Regions from separate parts of the Oryctolagus cuniculus genome. Here region 2 is linked to region 1. A link is a contact called in public Hi-C data. All regions are on one chromosome and are shown on one strand. The core of a region is the stretch at or near the end of the contact, and the rest is flanking DNA. Distances in the headings are between cores, read along the strand shown. Region 1 holds the start of TNIK (TRAF2 and NCK interacting kinase). Region 2 overlaps TNIK (TRAF2 and NCK interacting kinase).

The links. A called contact is a pair of places that touch in the nucleus more often than the background predicts.
Region 2: a Hi-C map of embryonic fibroblasts shows a contact between it and region 1, with 2.0 times the contacts expected there. The contact joins the enhancer-like site here to the promoter of TNIK in region 1. A contact is called at or near these places in 2 of 6 Hi-C or Micro-C datasets (embryonic fibroblasts and psoas muscle).

What each region holds. Positions count from the first base shown.
Region 1 is chr4:108,838,250-108,842,225 of mOryCun1.1, forward strand. TNIK (TRAF2 and NCK interacting kinase) reads left to right here and starts at 1,621. Exons shown (of 33, transcript XM_017346921.3): 1 at 1,621-2,080. The coding sequence starts at 2,024.
Region 2 is chr4:108,877,549-108,881,524 of mOryCun1.1, forward strand. The region is part of intron 1 of TNIK (TRAF2 and NCK interacting kinase); the gene reads left to right. Among named protein-coding and RNA genes, the nearest start is that of TNIK, 40 kb to the left of the region's middle. Within about 2 kb of position 2,198, at least 1 of the 8 cell types and tissues checked has an H3K27ac peak or open chromatin away from gene starts, as enhancers often do.

The DNA of each region.
Region 1 (3,976 bases), core at 371-2,870:
TACCTGATTTGCTTTTCCTTCACCATTAAGACAATACATTAATCTGTTATCTAGCTAGAGTGTAAGAAAAGCAGGAGTAGAAGGAAAAACAAGGGTGATGATGGGCAATGACAGTATTTTTATGTCATCTTGACATCAGTTGGTGGCTTAGCGCACTGTCGTTTAGTGCATGGAACTAGAAGATTTTATTGGAAATGAGAAGTAAAATGTTTGTCATATAGCAGGTTTAAACGTTTGACGTATAACGTTAAAAAGCCAAAGCACCCAAACCGTTGCGATATTGAGTCCATTTGCAGGTTTCAGGGTGTATGATCCACAAGGCACTTCATCAGCACAGTATTATGAACACACACAGTGAAGCGTACACCGACTGTTGTTTCAAAGTCCTCTGATGCATGCAGGCAGGCGAGATGCACTAGCTGCACTGGTTTGCTTTCATTCATTCATTCATTCATTCGCCTTATTCTGAGGCTCATATTCACACTACATGACTTAGAATGGCTCAGCGCACTTGGCCAGAAGCGAATTCCTGCCTTAACAGAGGGGCTAGGAACGCTCGCGACGCCTCTGCTGTACTTAAAGGGGGCGGGGGAAAGCAAGTCAGTTTTCAACGATTTCTTGCGATGCATTTCCCGTGGCTCGGGCCGGAGAGGAAGGCTGCGCGGCGAGGGAGGCGATTTGGCACTCCCGATGACAGAATGTCACGTTCGCCACCGTAAACATCCCACCTCTGAACGAGAAAGTGGGTGCGGTGAACGCGCGCTCGCCAGCCCATCTGGCATCTCATCCGCGGGTCAAACTTTCGCCATCCACTGGGGTGGATCCCCGCGGAAACGCGGCCGGGAAGAGAAACGCCGTGGCCGCGGGCGGCGAGCTTGGCTTAAGCAGCATTGGCTTTGGAGTTACCTGATGGCTTGGAAGCTATTGCGCCCGGAGAACGAGCTTCTACGTTCCGATTCGTGGGGAACTGCGGCACGAGCTGGTCCTGGGTGTGGCGATCCGAAAGGGAGCTCTGATTCCCTAGCTTTCCCGCAGAGGGACCGGCAACTTGGGACCGGCGCAGTCCGGCATATCGGTTACTGCGGGTGGACCCGACCCCCGGGCCGCTGCAGATTACAGAAGCGCCAGGCCGGACGCGCCGTGCGTGCGCGCTTCTCCCGGGCTCGTTCCACGCCTGGAGGCGGATCCCCTTCCCTGCACACAAGTCCTTATATGCACCGGTTGCACCAGCCCGCCTTACTCGAGCCCCACAAATAATTAATGGGGGAGGGAGGGCGTCGCTGTCTTTTTCTTTTCCCCTTTCTGCGCCCCCCCAGCTCTAGAGCATTTGAATCCCACCGAGAAAACCCAAGAGGCGAGGAAAGAGCCATTTTGCTGCAATGCCCGAGTTGGACACACAAAAAAAGAGCTTGAGCCCCCGCGATAAGCCCGGCAAGGGTCAGGGACTGCCCCGCCGATCCGCCCCGATTAGCCCGCAGGAGCCTGGGCGGGAGGGTGCGCGCCCCTCCCCCATCCACGCTGGTGTCGAGGGACCGGGTCAGGAAGCGCGGCCTCTCCCCAGTCGGAGACCACGCCTCCTCCGCCTCCCCCCTTTACTCCTCCCAGGAAGCGGTGATAGACAGTTCTGTGTGGTTCTCCACCCCCACCCCCCAGCTGAGTGGAGGAGTTGATGTGTCTCATTATAACAGCCAATGCAGCCGCCATCCACGCACAAGCAAAGAAGCATGTCCCATTTAAATACACCCACGCAGCTCCAGCGCCCTTAGCCGATCGGGGCGCGCAGCCCACACGCACCGCGGCTCCGGGCTTGGAGATCCGCGCAGGTTGGGCTCCCGGACCCGGCGGACCGGCGCACGGAGGCTTGAGATCGGGCGCTGAGGGGCCGGGGTGGGCGGGGGAGGCTGGGCCCGGGGCCTCTGGCTCGACACCCGCAGGAGGACGCGAGTGAAACAGACCAAGGTGGAATTTCCAAGGGAGAAGCTTTGGGGTGGCTTTGGTCCATTTCTCGGGCGAAGAAGTAGACATGGCGAGCGACTCCCCGGCTCGCAGCCTGGATGAAATCGATCTCTCGGCTCTGAGGGTGAGCAGAACGCGTTTTTCGCATTTCTTCCCAGGGGTTTGGGTCCGGGGGGCGGGGTTGGGGTGGGTGGGTGGGGGAGAATGGGGTCGGTGTGTGGTCTGGGGGCTGACGGGCAGCTGCGGGAGAATGCGACGGGGACCGACCCCGGATTCGCGCTTGGATTCGGGGTTGCCGAGGCGCTCCGGGCTGAGCCTCTATGGCAAGGGTTGTGCGGAACGTGTCCCCCCCGTTGGCTGTGGCCGACGATCCCCCGAAACTGCTTGTGGAGCTTATGGCAGTTTCATCTTAGAGCAGTGTAAGAGCATTAGAACGCGAGCCTCTGTGTGTGTGTGTGTGCGCGCGTGTGTGCGTGTGTGAGCGCGCGCGCGCGTGTGTGCACGCTCCGGGCGGTCGTCTCGTGCCAGGGCGCGGGACCCGACTGTCCCTTGCTGCAGAAACTAGAGCAGCGCGCATACAGGCGCTGGCCCCTCACGTTCGCCAGCTACCTGCGAGATGACACCGTGAGCCTGGCCGGCCCGGCGAGGCCGAGCCTGCTGCTCCACGGGGGCAGTTATTGCTATGCGGGTCTCATAGATGGCAGCGGCCGCCCCTTCCCCCCGCCCCCGCCTGGCGCGCCCGGGCTCCGGCTCCGCGCCTCCTTCCACGCCAGCCTGCCACTCACCTTTATTTATGGCTTTAACCCAGCCCTGCCTGTGCTTTCCGACTTTGTGGCTGTGGCATGTCAGCTTTATGGCTGAACTTGGGCAGGTGAAAGGGATGGGTTTGCCGCTGTTCGCAGTCGGACCGGAACTCCCTGGAGTGTGTGTGTTTTCCCCGCGTCTGCGGCCGGTCCTTTGTGGAGCACCTCCCTCCCGCAGCCCGCGGCTTGGCGTTGAACCTCCGCGTGCATTACCTCAGACGCCGTGGCATGCTGTCGACTGAGATATCGGCGATATAGAATCCATTTTGCTGTTGTTTGGAGACCACAGTTCCAGGGCAGCCTCGACGCCTCCCCCTCCCCAACCCCCAATCTCAGCATACTCCTGGGGGGGAGGGGAGGGGAGCAGAGCTTTCTTCTTGCCATTTTAATTAGATGCTGCGGGCCAGGGAGGGGTGAGGGGTGGGTGGGAAGCTGCTGGCAATCGAGGGGGCCTGAGAAGGATTGGACGCCCATTTAAGGTCCGTTTGTTCGTCTTGCGAACCAAAAATACAATTGGAGAAGAATAGCAAGTGCACGTACTTGCGTGGCCAGATAGGGTCAGGCGTGCAAGTTCACACGCCCTCCTGAGGAACACATTGTTAGGTGGATGCTACATCTCCGGCCAGGTACCTGAATCCCTAGTACGTCGGACATGGCCTCTTCCAACACGGGTATTTTTGAGTTCCCTCTGTGATCAAAGTGGCACTTTGGTCTCCTTGTCCCTCCCTTTCCCTACCTCTTCCCCTCCCCCCTCCTGTCCCCCGAGTCCCTGAGGTGAGGTTTCAGGGGGATGCTCTTGGAAACAGGCTGTAGCGGTAGTTAGGCAGCCACAGCTCGGGCATGCATTAGTGCACTCAGCTGCCTCTCTGGAGCTGAGAAGCCACAGGCAGGGCTTTCTGCCCCTTGGGCTGTGGGGGTGGGGACCGGGAACCGGGTGGGTGCTTGGACCCGGGCTGTGGCTTCCTGCTTTGCGGACTGTGTGTTCTGTTCCTTTGCCCTACTTTCTGCACTGGGAGTTGCTGCCAGCGAGTTAATCAGGTGGATGAATGAGGAGACCCTGGGAGGGGCCCGCCGCAAAGGAGAAAGGCATCTGAACAATGGGCCAGGCTGGGGAGCCCAAATCTTGACATTGCTCTCCTAATGGAAAATGCTCTGCTGGGATTTGAAGTTGGGTTCGGATTTGTTTCCTAGTGAAGGTTTTCTGAGATCCTGAGCCC
Region 2 (3,976 bases), core at 948-3,447, 40 kb after region 1:
TTTATATTCTACTAATTCTCACAAGTAAACAGCCCATATGAAAACAGTATATATTTAAGTGCAGAATTGTGTGTGAATATTAGTGTAGGAATATTAGTAGGGAATATTAGTTGGGAATTTTGTATTTTGTTTGTGTGTCTTTTACTACTTTATTATTAATATATGTTATCTTTTACTTAACAGTTCCAGAGAATGACTTAAAGTCAATGTCCTCTAAGACTGGTAAAAAGTGTTCACTCAATGGTTCAGTCAAAGGAACTTCATAGAATGTCCTAAAGTTGACTGACACTGTGCTAGGTTCTCCTATATTAATCATGCTGTTTTAATTCAGTATCACCATAACATCGTTAGTTATTTTTATTTACAGACACAACACAAAAAAGTTGTCTTTCTCAAGAAAATGCTGCTACCAATCAGGAACAGAGCTGGATTTTCTGATTCAAGGCCCTGCTTCTATTCAGCACGCCAGGCTGTCTCCAAGCTTATAATCTTCATATGGGATGCAGTGAATGCGGTTGGGGTACAGCTGGGGATGAAGATGAACAAGTTTCAGGAATATATCCCTTTAAGGAGCTGTAGGCTGTAGAGCACCACTGTAGGCACCCAAAAGGGCTGTTGGTACTCTAGCCTCAGAAGAAAGGTTGCATCAGAGTTTGAGTCTTAGCATCCCTTACAGGCGCAGTACATGTGAGAGGTGTGTGTTTTCTAGATGCTAAGCCAGTGTTGCCTATCCATTCGGAAGTTGATGGACGTTGGTCTCTCATCCTCATCCTCCCACTCCCAACTTTAAGCTACCACAAAACAGCTTTCTATCTCTATAGATTGCCCTGTTGTGAACATTTCAGAGGAGTGAAATAATACAATTTGTGAATTTGTGACTGGCCTTTTTCATTTAGCAGTGTTATCAGGGTTCATCCATGTGGTCGTATGTATCAGTACTTCATCTGTCTTGATGGCTGAATAATATTTCATCACGTGGAGCTAGTAAAATCTGCTTATGCATTTATTAGTTGATAGACATTTGAGTTGTGTCCACCTTTTAACTATTATCAATGAATGATGCTACTATGAACAGTTGTGTACAACCTAATCTGTGTATATAAGTATTTATTTCTAGAAGTGGAATTGCTGGTTTGGGTTATACTTTATTTATTTATTTTTAAAATTTTATCTTCCAATTGTTTCAAACAAAACAAAACAAAACAAAACCACAATTGTTTCTTCCTATGAACTTCAATTTTAAAAATATTTTATTTAAGGGGCCAATAATGTGCCATAGTGGGTTAAGCTGCCACCTTCAGCGCCGACATCCCATATGGGCACTGGTTTGAGTGCTGGGTGCTCCATTTTTGATCTAGCTCCCTGCTAATGCGCCTGGGAAAGCAGTGGGAGATGGCCCAGGTGTTCGAGTCCCTGCACTCATGTGGGAGACACGGATGCAGCTCCTGGCTCCTTGCTTTGGCCTGGCCTATCCCTGGCCATTGCGGCCATTTGGGGAAGTGAACCAGGGGCTGGAAGATATCTCTCTCTCTCTTTCTCTCTGCCTCTCTGTAACTCCGCCTTTCAAATAAATAAATAAATCTTTAAAAATTATTTGAAAGGCATAGAGAGAGAGTGAGAGAGAGAGAGGAAGAGAGACAGAGAGCTCACATTTGCTGGTTCACTCTCCAAATGCCCTAACAGCCCCGCTGGCCAGGACCCAGGATGACAGCCGGAAACTCAATGTAGTTTTCCCATGTGGGGTAATTGGAGTTATCACCACTACTTTTCCCAGCTTCTGCATTAGCATGCCATGGGATTCAGAAGCCAGAGCTGGGACTCAGACCCAGGCCCCATAGTGTGGGATGTGAGCTTCGAACCGCTGGGCCATGTTTTAATCTCTAAGGTTTTCTCTGGGAGTTGCCAGACCATGCAAAATACACTGTGTAGCAAAAGACTGAAGAATTACCTAAGAGCTGATGCTCAGTTTTTGACATCTGATAATCAATCATGCCTCTCCATCCACCCAGCGTAGAAATACTCCATGGGATTCTAGAACCTTAGAGCTGGAGGGCAAGGGAGAGGCGACCTAGCCCAGCCGCTTTATTTTCAAGGGAGAAGCCAGAGTTCCAGGCTGACTGCCTTGGCTAACCTGAGCAGCTGGCAGCGGCTGCGCTCAGCCCAAGCGTGTGATCGCTGGCTCAGGCAGTGCTTTCGGCTGGCCTCTCAGAGAGGAGGCTGTTCCTGGAAGTGAGGCGCAGTGGCTGAAATAACGGTGCTTCATATATTGGTCGCCACTGGCTGAAATCCATCTGGAGTGACATTCTAGAACTAGGTCAGGCAGTTCTTTGGGATATGTTCTGTGGCCTTAGAGGACACTTGCCTTTCAAAGCACTTTGATTATAGGCAAGAGGTGGAATAAGGCCCCAGCCAAGGGAGTGATCTTGGGGATTGTCATGTAAGAGTCTAACTATTAAAGAAGCTGAATAGCTGAAATTTGGTGAGCAGAGTGATTTCCATAGAGTAGAATGTGAATGTCTCAGAGCCCAGATGATCCCAGACACTTAGAAACGTCAAGATTCAGAAATGGGAATGGAAATTGAAAAAGCAAAGTATGAGATGAAAAGCAGCAAGTTAAATGGTTTCTAAATGCTGTAATAATTTTCACAATGCTGGAATCAGCTCAATAAGTTCTAAAGAAATAATCAGCTATAAAAATTGTCATTGAAGAGGGCCAGTGTAGATGCGGTTGGCACAGGTGAAGAAGTGTGTATAAATTATGATGCAGGAATGATCGGCCAAGGCACCAAGGGAATAAGCCTTGGTAGCAGAAATAGATAAGAGTATTCAAAAGACCTTTCTAGGGGCTGGTGCTGTGGCGGAGCAGGTAAAGCTGCTGCCTGCAGTCTGCAGTGCCATCATCCCTTATGGGCACTGGTTCGAGTCCCGGCTGCTCCACTTCTGATCCAGCTCTCTGCTATGACCTGGGAAAGCAGTAGAAGTCCTTGGGCCCCTGCACCCGTGTGGGAGACCCGAAAGAAGTGCCTGGCTCCTGGCTTCAGATCAGCACAGCTCCAGCTGTTGCAGCCACTTGAGGAGTGAACCAACGTATGGAAGACCTCTATCTCTGCCCCTGCTTCTTTGTAACTCTTTCAAATGAATAAATAAATCTTAAAAAAAAGACCTTACTAAAGGCTCTCCATGCCATGTCAGCCCAATGTAAGGTATGATATGGATTCACTTACCAAACTTTTTTTTTTTTAACTTTTATTTAATGAATATAAATTTCCAAAGTACGATTTATGGATTACAATGACTTCCCCCCCATACCATCCCTCCCACCCACAACCCTCCCCTTTCCCACTCCCTCTCCCCTTCCATTCACATCAAGATTCATTTTCGATTATCTTAATATACAGAAGATCAGCTTAGTATACATTAAGTAAGGATTTCAGCAGTTTGCTCCCACACAGAAACATAAAGTGAAAAATAATAGATGATTTTTTTTAAATGATGATGAAATCAGATCAGACCTATTGTCATGTTTAATCCCAGTGAGAGTCAAGTTGGGAGTTGATAATTTCTTTTCTTTTTTTCTTTTTTTTTTTTTTACAGAGGATCAGTTTAGTATGCATTAAGTAAAGATTTCAACAGTTTGCACCCCCATAGAAACACAAAGTGAAATATATTGTTTGAGTACTCGTTATAGCATTAAATCTCAATGCACAGCACATTAAGGACAGAGATCCTACATGAGGAGTAAGTGCACAGTGACTCTTGTTGTTGACTTTACCAATTGACACTCCTGTCTATGGCATCAGTAATCTCCCTATGCTCCAGTCATGAGTTTCCAAGGCTATGGAAGCCCTCTGAGTTCTCCGACTCTTATCTTGTTTAGACAAGGTCATAGTCAAAGTGGAGGTTCTCTCCTCCCTTCAGAGAAAGGTACCTCCTTCTTTGAAGACCTGTTCTTTCCACTGAGATCTCACTCACAGAG